Linked DNA regions of Mus musculus: region 1 is linked to region 2. A link is a contact called in public HiChIP or PLAC-seq data. All regions are on one chromosome and are shown on one strand. Each heading gives the region's core, a stretch centred on a gene start, on an enhancer-like site or on the middle of the called end of the contact. The rest is flanking DNA. Distances are from core to core; before and after follow the strand shown. Region 1 overlaps Agps (alkylglycerone phosphate synthase). Region 2 overlaps Nfe2l2 (nuclear factor, erythroid derived 2, like 2).

The links. HiChIP or PLAC-seq counts read pairs in DNA pulled down with a chosen protein or histone mark.
Region 1: a contact with region 2 is called in an H3K27ac HiChIP or PLAC-seq map of embryonic stem cells, with 9 read pairs. The contact joins two enhancer-like sites. A contact is called at or near these places in 4 of 39 promoter capture datasets (embryonic stem cells, liver and stem cell-derived epiblast-like cells), 8 of 484 Hi-C or Micro-C datasets (Sertoli cells, Th1 cells, embryonic fibroblasts and 3 more), 3 of 115 datasets of contacts at active chromatin or transcription factors (all in embryonic stem cells) and 2 of 9 other capture datasets (adipose tissue and liver).

The regions. Positions count from the first base shown.
Region 1 is chr2:75,867,748-75,873,208 of GRCm38.p6, reverse strand. It overlaps Agps (alkylglycerone phosphate synthase), which reads right to left. Exons shown (of 20, transcript NM_172666.3): 10 at 4,796-4,904. Among named protein-coding and RNA genes, the nearest start is that of Gm34861, 38 kb to the right of the region's middle. Within about 2 kb of position 3,273, at least 24 of the 459 cell types and tissues checked have an H3K27ac peak or open chromatin away from gene starts, as enhancers often do. A contact at or near this core is called in embryonic stem cells and stem cell-derived epiblast-like cells, where this site is marked.
Region 2 is chr2:75,681,719-75,687,458 of GRCm38.p6, reverse strand. The region is part of intron 1 of Nfe2l2 (nuclear factor, erythroid derived 2, like 2); the gene reads left to right. Among named protein-coding and RNA genes, the nearest start is that of Nfe2l2, 20 kb to the left of the region's middle. Within about 2 kb of position 3,953, at least 238 of the 459 cell types and tissues checked have an H3K27ac peak or open chromatin away from gene starts, as enhancers often do. A contact at or near this core is called in embryonic stem cells and stem cell-derived epiblast-like cells, where this site is marked.

The DNA of each region.
Region 1 (5,461 bases), core at 2,024-4,523, 190 kb before region 2:
AAAGTTATGAAGTAGCAATGAAAATAATTGTATGGTTGGGGGGGTCACAACATAAAGAACTGTATTAAAGGGTCACAACACTATGAAGGTTGAGAAGCACTATTGAAAATAATTGAAATGCATGGTTGTTTCAAGAGACACACTTTCAAATACACCTAGACTCAAATATGGTAAAGGTGTGCCATGCAGACACAGTACTAATAGCAGACAAGACTGACTTAAACAGAATGATACTACACAGTGAGGAACACTTGGAAATGATAAATAACTGGGAAGACACACAATTATTAAAAGATGGTGCTGATAACAGGAAGTGAAAATATACGACAGAAACTGATACAAATGAAATGGATAATGAATACTTGGAAACCTCAAAACCCCATTTTCAATGATTTAAGAACTAAGCAAAGGTAAGACTGAACAATGATTTAAGTAAATTTGCCCTCATTCATAGACTAAAACATACCATTCAGCAATAGCAGATCGTAAATTCATTTCAGGTATACACACAGTATTCTTCAGGACAGACCACAAACTAGGCGATACAATAAACCTGAGCAGATTTCCAAAGCCTTCCCTAATATAAAATATGTTCCTATTAAATAAAATACCCCCAAAGGCTATGTGTCTAAACCCCTGGTCTCTACCTGTTGAGGCGCTGTTTAGGAGTCTGTGGAACCTTCAGGATCTAAGCAGTGAGAGTTACAGAATGACCCTACTTCTACCCAAGCCTTCTACTTCTTGGTCTATGGCAATATGATCAAGAAGTCCCATGTTCCTGGCACCAGGACTTCAAGTCACTGCCATTACCACAACCCCCTCTCCCCAGCCCTGTGACCAATACAAATGGTTCCTCCCACAAGTAATGTTGTGCCTGGTATTTAGTCAAGATGATAAAAAGGTAACCAGACAACAAACTGGCATCAGGAATGGGGTTTTGCTATACTTGACCATGTGGTTCTCGGGCTCTTGGATATGGTTTGTGAGAAGAACATGGAAGAGTGTGAAGTGGTAGTTTAGAGAGGTCCTAGAATGCCATAAACAAGACTTAACGGATGATTCTAGTAAGAGTTTGGAAGACCAGATGTTAGCCTTACTTAAGAGTATTCCCCATAATTGTCTCCTTCCTGGACTCTGGTTTTCACAGAGACTCCAAGTTAAACAAATAAAATAAATACGATGTGAGCTTGGGTCTAACTTCTTTCTTTTATATGGAATTGCAAGGGATTCAGAATAGTCAGGGGGGTTAAAAAAAAAAAAAAAAAAAAAAAAACAGGTCTCAAAGGCCTCACACCTCAGCTGCAAGATATAGAGAAAGCAAGCTGGAACTATTCAAGTGCTGTTAGAAAAAGCATCAACAGTCTAATCTAGCTGTGAACCCTATGAACTACAAAAAAAAAACTATCAGGAAAAATATGCCCACCTGTGCAATCACTCCATAAGAGGAAACCCATGCTATTTAATATTAAAAAGCAAGTATTTTCCTGAACAAATAAAGCCTCACATAAATTGAAAATATACTCTCAGGTAACTTCATTATTAAGAGAAAGTGTCAAAAAGAGTTAATGGGGATCGAGGGAGGGGTCACTGGTTAAGAGCACTGGCTGATCATTCAGAGGTCCTAGGTTTAATTCCCAACACTCACAATTCCAGGGCACCCAATACTTTCTTCTGGCCTCCACAGGCATCGCATATACATGGTGCACAGAAACATATGCAAAGACACATACACATAAAATTAAAAATAAAGGGGCACAAAAAGAATGGTGTCACCTGATTCTGAATCTGTCCTCTCCCTGTCCTCCCTGTACAAGGCCTATGACTTCAATTTTAGGAAAAAAAAAAGATTAAATAAATAAAACAAAATGCCCTATAAACTTTAAATTACCTCTAAGCAAAGATAAAAAGAAAAGCTTCCCTTCGACCTACTGTAGTTCTCAACACTAAAGGACTGCAAGTGTGAGAAGGACTGAAGGGATGCTTAAGCAGTTGACCACACAACAGAGCTGAGGGCAGAGGGGTCAATGGCTAACACCTGAAATCCCAGCATCTGGAAAACTGAGTCAAGAGGATTATAAATTTAAGACCATTCAGAGCCACACAGTAAATGCCAAGCCAGCCTAGGCTGAAGGGTAAGACCCTCTAAAAACAAGCAGACAAATAAATAAACAAAAACCAAAAAAACAGGAGCACAGGAAGATTAAAAAAAATAAAGTACAGCAATTTAAGGGACAAAGAAAATACATACAAAAGACCTTCATACAACAATAGTGCCAAAATATTATATAAAATCATAATCCTATACAGGTCCTAGAGAGGACCACATACCTATAAGGAATTGTGAAAAGGGCTAAGAAGCAAGTCAGGCATGGTAGTGCACGCCTTTAATCCTAGCACGCAGGAGACAGAGTCACGCAGATCTGAGCTTGAGGCCAGACTGGTCTTCATACAAGTTCTAAGACAATCAGAACTACATAATAAAGACCCTGTCTCAAAAAAAAAAAAAAAAAAAAAAAAAGAAGAACTACAAAGAAGAAAATGGTATGAATCAAGAAGAGCAATACTGATGAAGCAAGGAGACTGTGTGCACACATGTGTTCACCCTCAAGCATACACACAAAGCAAAGGTACTCACGCACCCACCTACCCACAACCTATCACCTACACACCCAGACACACCTACCTACCTGTACACATAAACCAACCCCCACAGCTACCACCACCACCATCACAAATAGCTAATCTATCATCAAATACTTGATATGATCTCTACCATGTCATTAGCAGACATTGTTGTTTGTTCTTTCTTTGTTGTTACTGTCAAAGATCAGAACTGATTGATAGGTTACTTCTTTACCAATGAAATGAACCAATTCAAGCTGAGTTAGAATATATTAAAGGCACTGGCCCTAAAGATGAAAGCCAAGGAAGAAGGGGAAGGGGAAGAAAGAGAGAAAGGGGGTATGTGCAAAGAAGAGAGAGGGGAGAGAGTAAGAAAGAGACCAAAATATCTGGATTATATAGAGAAGAACCTCTCAGCTGAAATTTTCAAGGTTGGGAGCAGGAACTAAGGGATGCTGGGAGAACCTGGAAGACAGGTCTGCTTTGATATGTAAAATATGCACCTCAGTCCCCAGTCCCAGGTCCTAAACCAAACACCAATGCATGAATGCCTTAATTATTTGTGAGGCTGAAAAGCACTGCAAAGTGGGTGGGGGTGGGGCTGCCTGGAACAAGAGTGCGGTCAAGGCTTGTCTAAAATCTCATCTTGAGCCTGCCAGAAGTTGGACCATTTCCGCCTTGTTCTGGGCCTCCATGTCCCTGCTCACATAGCCTTACAAGCCCTACATCTGCCAACCTTGAGGTAATCAAGTAGCCTGGTGGCCTGGTTACAGGTTAAACTTCTTTTCTCCTCATAAGGTCACATTCCAGTGTGATGGCTTGTACATGCTTGGCCCAGGGAGGGGCACTGTTGGGAGGTGTGGCCTTGTTAGAGTAGGTGTAGCCTCTTGGGTGTAGGCTTTAATACCCTTGTCCTAGCTGACTAAGAGCCAGTATTGTGCTAGCAGCCTTCAGATGAAGGAGTAGAACATGCCTGCCTGACTGCTGCCATGTTCCTGCCTTGATGATAATGGACTGAACCTCTGAACCTGTAAGCCAGCCCCAATTAAATGTTGTCCTTATAAGAGCTGACTGGTTATGGTGTCTGTTCACAGCAGAAAAACCCTAACTCCAGCAAGCACCTGGGATTCTTCAAATAAGTCATTCCCAGGCATTCCCACCACCTTGGCCCCACCCAAAGATATACATTCACCCCAAAGCCTCTACCCACTCCCCAAAGGATTTAAATGGCCTTTGTCCCCCCACCCCCCACTTAAATGAGCTGCTCAATGAGAAGTCAGTTGGTTTTTCATCTTGCTCACTGCAGAAGTCTCCTCACTGCCCTCCAACTTCCTACCCACCACCCCAAGCAGAGTAGGAACAACAGTTATTATAAGTGTTCTTTCATTTCTGAATATAACACTAAATGTTTCCAAACTCTATCTGTTCAACTCAAACCATCTTTTGAAGTAAGCAATGAGTTCTTTAGCTAAGTTAGAAACACTTTGTTTAAATTTATCATATTTCTCTAAATTTAAGGGATGTTCCTATTCCACAATCTGAAAAACAGGCCCAAGTTTACTCATACCATTCCCTTCTGTGTTTACTCGACAGCTTGCAAAACAGAAGGAATTACACATTTGGAAGATCTGAAGAATGGCATTCTAGCCTATCCAATATTAGCAAGCAAACAATGCATATTACTTACAAAATAAAAATTTAAATGACAAACAAAAGTTTAAAAGATACACGAATAATGGAATTTAAAGCAGTTTCTAAAATCATCCAACACTAAGTAATAAAACACATAATTATAGGAAAACAAGAGAGAAAGAAAATGCTTTGTCAGCCTGATAGAATTTAACTGTAATATACAAAGTTAAAATATTTAACCACTGTTTTTAAGATTCACTAAAAATTTTGAAAATAAAAACAAACAAAAAAAATCACACTGTCATTAGAAATATATAAGACTAAAGTGTAGAAGAAAACTGAGTAAGTCATTCTCAGAAAACCCTTATGAATTAAAATCTTTATGAATTAAAACATAGTAAGTCATAAAAACTCATTACTCTTTACATATATAAAGCATACCATTCTTTCAAAGATATCACAGACTGTGTGATATCACAGACTTTCACAAAATGAAGTCATTAACTTCATATTTTCCTAACAACTTTACAAATACACCAACCTTCAGATCCCATAATGAAGTGATGGATATCAGGGCCCGTTGACATACGAGGTCCTTGGGAGCTTTTCTCTATTACACCTCTAGGTGTTACCATTTTCATATGAACCACCTGTTTAATACAATGCGCAATATAAATTCCACACACCCGTTACATCTATGTCTGTACTTGCACACACACTCATTTATAATAAATTATACCTTTATAATAATACTACTTATTAAATAGTGAGCTAAGCCATAAGTTGTGATGACCTTCAGAATTCTCACATCTTTTAGTGATTTGTACACTGAGGATAAATATAATAATTTTCAACATTTTTCTAATAATTAGATACTAGTATCATGACTTAATTGTATTTTTAAGCCTATACGTCTATTAAAGAAACTTTTTGTGAGTTCTACTGTAGCCACAAAGACTAAGATACCAGTCTTCTTAGCACTTACATAAAAGCTATGCAACTTATGAGCTTCAAAGGACACTTAAGTTACAAAGAAATTTAAAAACATAATATGCTACATAATAACTCATGCAGTAAGCATGTTAGTTGTATGCACAATCATTGTCCCTTAAAAAATCTTTAGGGAAAAAAAAGTAAACTACACACTGCAGTGGTCTATCAAGTACTTGTTTGACTTATTAAGCTCTTAATAATCTACAACCCAAAA
Region 2 (5,740 bases), core at 2,704-5,203:
CTGGAGAACTGGAACTTTGCGGGGAAGGGGGATGCTCGCAGTTGAGAACGAGAGAAAATATTGCCACTGTCACGCAGAAAGACCAAGAACACAAGGTTGCAGCTGGGTTGACTTTATATGCTCTTACTGCCTTGTTTTCTGTTTTGAGACATTCTTGCCCTGGTTCGTGTTGACCTTGAACTCAGAACTGTTCTTGCTCCAGCTGCCTGAGTCCTGTGATTACAGGTGTGTGCCTGACACCTGTTGCTTTCAAATACTCACTGAGTCAGGCCTTGGGAGTCCAGACTTAGCCCTTGTTTATGTTCATGGTCGTGACTGTTGTGCGAAGTGGCAGTTACTACTTCTGTTGTGTCTCTGCCTACTTAGTGGCTTTTCTCTGTGCTGCCAGAGGTCCTTAATGCTGCTCCTCATGTCTCCTAACAAACAGCCCTTGCGTTACTGGCACCTCACTGTTCCTGTGACCTGTGTGAATGTATTGTTCAGTGGTAGATAAACTAATGACCCACTTAGTCTGTACACTAATCTTGCTGTTCTTGACTACCACTTGTGTTACTACCACTTTTTGGTAAGAGTTTTAGCCATTAGTGCATATTACTTTTAAGAAATATTGCTTGCTCTTGCTGCCTTTGTGGCAGGTGCAGGAAAATTGGACTGACACAGAGGTTAGCATGCCTTTGTACAGAGACAATGTGAAAATTTGTGAGGTTTTCCTTATATTTTACAGGACCCCCCCATCCCCCCAATCATACTTGCTGGGTGGTGTCACACACTTTTAATTCCAGCACTCAGGAGGCACAGGCAGGTGGATCTCGCAAGTTCAAGGACAACCAGGGTTACACTAAAAAGCCTTGTTTTGGGTGGGGTGGGAATCATACTTTTAAAAAGTTCACAGTTTTAAAAAGTTAGCAGACCCTTTGGAAAGTACCCTAAAAGTGTCCGGGGCTCATTAAAAAGGCTTTTTTAAAGTGTTCTCTGTGGTCTAAATATAATTCAGTACATTAAATTCATATATAAAATTCCTCCGCACCACTGATAGCAGCATAGCCATGCCTCAAGAGCCAGGGTCTTTGTCTGACTGCACAGTTCTTCCCTATCTCTCAGGCCTAGGTGGATGCTCTTGATTGTTGCTATGTTTACTTAATTGTTAATTGGTTAGATCCAAAAGTGACCATGAGTATTAAATAATTTAGTTTGGGGAACCCTGAAAATGGATAAAGGAGCTTGAAGCATTGAGAAATATCAGCAGTTTCTGTGAAGAGTCTCTGATTCGAGGCCTCCCTCCTTCAGCTGACCCATCAGAGAGGTCAAGGGTGGAGGCAGCAAGGCGCGGAGTTGCCTGCCTGGTCTCCTGATTTGTTTCCCCTCAGGTGAAGTAGATGAGGAAGATGGAAGCAGTGTTCCTGAAGGTTCTTTTGGTAATGATGTGTGTGTGTTCTAACAGTAACTGAAGTGTGTTCATCAAGTGCTTTCTCTGTGTGGCTTGCTCACTCAGAATGGGCAGAGTCCAGCAACTGTATCCTAAGGATTGCTGTTCTCCTGACAGAGTAAGGGCCACCCTGCACCAGCACAGCCAGATTGTAACTCTTGAAAGCCAAGTGTGAAACTTGTGGAGAAGTCAGAGCTTGGTGGTTTCTCCACCAGGTAGGTGGGGTTACCCAGGGTTTGAAAAGTGAATGTCCTTGGTGATTTCATTTTGACCACAGAACAGCTATGCCTCTGGAGAAAGTCGGGCTTCTGACTGCCTTCACTTTCCAGCTTTGCGTAGTCTTGCATCATGTTGCAGGTTATGGGCTGCGTAATGGGTGAGAGTTCCAGTAAGCTGGCCGGGTCCTATTTCTTAGATTGAGTGAGTCATTCCTAAGAACCTTGCTTGAGAACAGGAAGCAGCCCATGGACGTTTCTGTGCATGGTAATGTAGCCTGCCAGGCTGAGGAAGCAGACACTTTCTAGCTCAGACCAAGTGGAGGATGTCTCCAGGCCTCTGGAGTGGTGCTTTCGTGACCGGGGCTTTAACCTTGCTGAGTGATTTGTATTTGGTACGAATTCAGAAATTTTTATGTGGTGAAAATCTCTAGTTGTTGATTATTGAGATAGGATTTCTGTAGGAGGAAAACTTGGGTTGGCTGGTGTTGAGTATTAATAGTCTGCCAAGTATATATGAGTTGTTTAACTAGGTCTTTCTAATATTGCTGAGGTAACACACATAAACAGCAATAGTGTACCTGATTTAGATGACTGTAAGGCCCTCTGTGACCCTACACTATTCTGTATTTTAATTATTCCGTATATTTTAATCACCTATTTCATAGTAGTAGCAGAAAGAATTAGAAAATTAATCCGTGAAAACCAAAAGAACTTGGTGTGGGGCTGACTACAGTGAGCCATAGGCCTGTCTTCTGCCTTTGGAGTCTTTGTTGAAAAGCAGATGGCATTATATTGTCTACCATGTAATGCAGTGTGGGACAGGAACCTTCGAGAAGTAAATGGGCAAATATTTAGAAATGCAACAGTCATAAGTAAGATAGATTTAAAAGACACATCTGCCTGGAGTCATTTATTACTACAAGTAATACTGCAGGTATTAATAAATAAAGTGTTTATTTATTAGGCAGTAAGACCACAGAGTAGGGCTTTGTAAATGAAGGTTAATTATGCAGCTGGTTATTCAACTGTTAAGGTTTGGGCATTCCTTCAGTGCACTCACAGACGCTGCCAGCCCTCCCCTGGGTGACTTTCAGACTGTAGAACATGAGTCTTGTTTTCTATCTGGTTTTATTCAAAAATACTTAGGCATTGTCTGTTGACAGGGGAGCTAAACCAGGTTTACTTTCTAGGTGAATAATATATATTCAGCTGGGCATCATAGGAGATATAGGATGGGCACTGTAGCCAAGTGTTCTTCACTCTCGATGTTCTAGTAACGAATGTGTGCATGAAGAAGAGAATGCCGAGAAGCAAAGGGTAAACTAAGGTGGGTATTTGGGGTGTGCGTACACCTTATGCAACCCCAGCATTTGGGAGCTTGAGTGAGGAGGAGGAGGATGCATCTGAGGTCAGCCTGACCTCCATAGTGAGATCCCTAATAAAAGGGGGTGGGGGGAGAACAAGCTTTCCTATAGAGTTAGGAGTAAAGACCCATTTTATTCTGTGCTAAATGACAAGTACAGTTTCTTATTGTTAGCGGCTTGTTGAGCTACTGTTTTTGTGGTAGTTGAAAGATGGCATAGTGGGTAAAGGTGCCTGCTCCCAACCTGATGATGGCCTTAGTGCCTGAGACACACATGGTAGAGGGAGAGAAACAGCTCCTGCAGGCTGCCCTCTGACCTCTATTTATACTCTGTGGCACATGTGTCTGGTTCCCACCCCTCCTGCTACCACCCCAATAAAAAGTAATAAAAATCCGTACTTTAAGATACAATTTTGCCGGGCGTGGTGGCGCACGCCTTTAATCCCAGCACTCGGGAGTCAGAGGCAGGTGGATTTCTGAGTTCGAGGCCAGCCTGGTCTACAAAGTGAGGTCCAGGACAGCCAGGTCTATACAGAGAAACCCTGTCTCGAAAAAAAACCAAAAAAAAAAAAAAAAAAAAAAAGATACAATTTTTAATTTCAATAATATGCCAAGGTCTCAGTTTACTGAAGAACTTTATTGTAGGGTGGGAATCATTTTAAAATCTTTTGCTAAATGTTTGTTCAAAGACTGGCTTGAAATATAATATGGCTTCAGTGTTCAAGGTCTCTGTTTATCCTTGTGCAGAGATGTTTATTTCAAAATGCCCTGACTTTGTTGTCAAACTGTACCCTTCCACGAGGCCTGTGATGGATTACCCAGACAGCAAATAATTATTACACATTTTGAATCTAACTTTTTGTTGGAGCAGATGGTGGTAGAACATGAATTGTCCAACATTCTGCTTCCTTCTGTCTCTTGCGTAAGCTAAGTTTGTAGTGGAACTTGGAGCACACTCAGGAATCCGTAAGTGGCAGGCAGCATTTGCCCCGTACACCACGAGGCTCACCCTGGCACTTAGGTTACCTACCCTTGGGCAGCTTTTTCCAGTCTAAGAAAATATCTGTTGGAGTGCTGTGCTAGCTGTTGTCTGCTTTCGGGTCGTCGTCCCCCCGTCCCCCAGACTGTTTATGTGGCCTTCCCTCCTGGGAGACCCACACGGTCAGGGTCGGACAGCTAGCTGCTTTTCAGAACTTTGGCAAGAGCAGTGTTAGTCCTCCTTAGATGCTTCTCTTCCCCGCTGTCTGCTGTCTTGTTCTTGCTTGTTAGGGGCTCCACCCTAGCATTTCCTCTGAGATGCTGTTCAGGTTTCACAAAGCAGTGGTTCGGGGATAGGTCTTTGTGGTGTAAGTCATGCGCCAGTCACGGGGTTCCTTACAGGAAATGCTGAGTGCTTTGTTCATTGCAGAAAATAGCACTTGTGCTGTGGGCCTCCCAGGCAGTGCTTTGGGTTAACAGACTTGTGTACAGTATTTCTTCCCAGGGTAATGCTTTGACTGTTTCATACAGTCTCATCCAGTCTCTGAAGCTAGGTCATTGTGACACACACTTGTAATCCAAGCTTTGGAAAGCTGGGGCAGGAGGATTGCTGTGAGCTCGAATCCATCTTGGGCTTCAGTATGAAATTTTGTCTTAAGAGGTGGGAAAAGGGGGGCTGGAGAGATGGCTCAGAGGTTAAGAGCACTGGCTGCTCTTCCAGAGGTCCTGAGTTCAATTCCCAGCAACATGGTGGCTCACAACCATCTACAATGGGATCTGATGCCTTCTTCTGGTGTGTCTGAAGACAACTACAGTGTACTCATACATGACATGAATTTTTAAAAAAACAAAAAAAAAAAAGAGGGAAAAAAGGGGGCTGGAGAGGTGGCTTAGCAGTTAAGAGCACTGCCTGCTCTTCCAGAGGTCCTGTGTTCAATTCCCAGCAACCACAAGGTGGTTCACAACCATCTGTAACGGGGTCTGATGCCACCTTCTGGTGTGTCTGAAGAGAACAATGGTGTACTCATATACATAAAGTAAATTTAAAAATCTTTAAAAAAAAAAAAAAAAGGCGGGGGAGAGGTGGGGGAAGCAAGTGCAAGGCCCTGGGTTTGGTCATCACCTCTGAAGAAAAAATTACAAAAGATAAAGTGTGCCATGCTCTTGGGCTGGCAAGATGGCTCAGTAAGAGCACTGACTGCTCTTCTGAAGTTCCTAAGTTCAAATCCCAGCAACCACATAGTGACTCACAGCCACCCATAATGAGATCTGACGCCCTCTTTTGGTACATCTGAAGACAGCGACAGTGTACTTCTGTATAATAATAAATAAATCTTGGGCCAGAGCAAACAGGGACTGAGCGAGCGGGGTTGGCCGGAGTGAGCAGAGGTCCTAAAAATTCAATTCCCAACAACCACATGAAGGCTCACAACCACCTGTACAGCTACAGTGTACTCATACACATAAAATAAATAGATAAATCTTAAAAAAAAAAAAGAGGGAAAAAATCAAATTTCAGACATTTTCCTTCTGAAACTTGTGTGGAAATCTAAAACAGCAAAATGTGTTGGGCACAGGAAGAAACTCACTGTTGCTGCATTCAGATAAGAATGTCTGAATTCAGACCTATGACCAGATCACTCTGAACATGGGCTGGTGCTATTTGATGCTAAGCAGGATCAGCGCTGGCTTGTACTCTGATAGGAAGATGTGTGCTGTTTAGGAATCCAAAGTATAAAAGTTGCTTAAAATCGG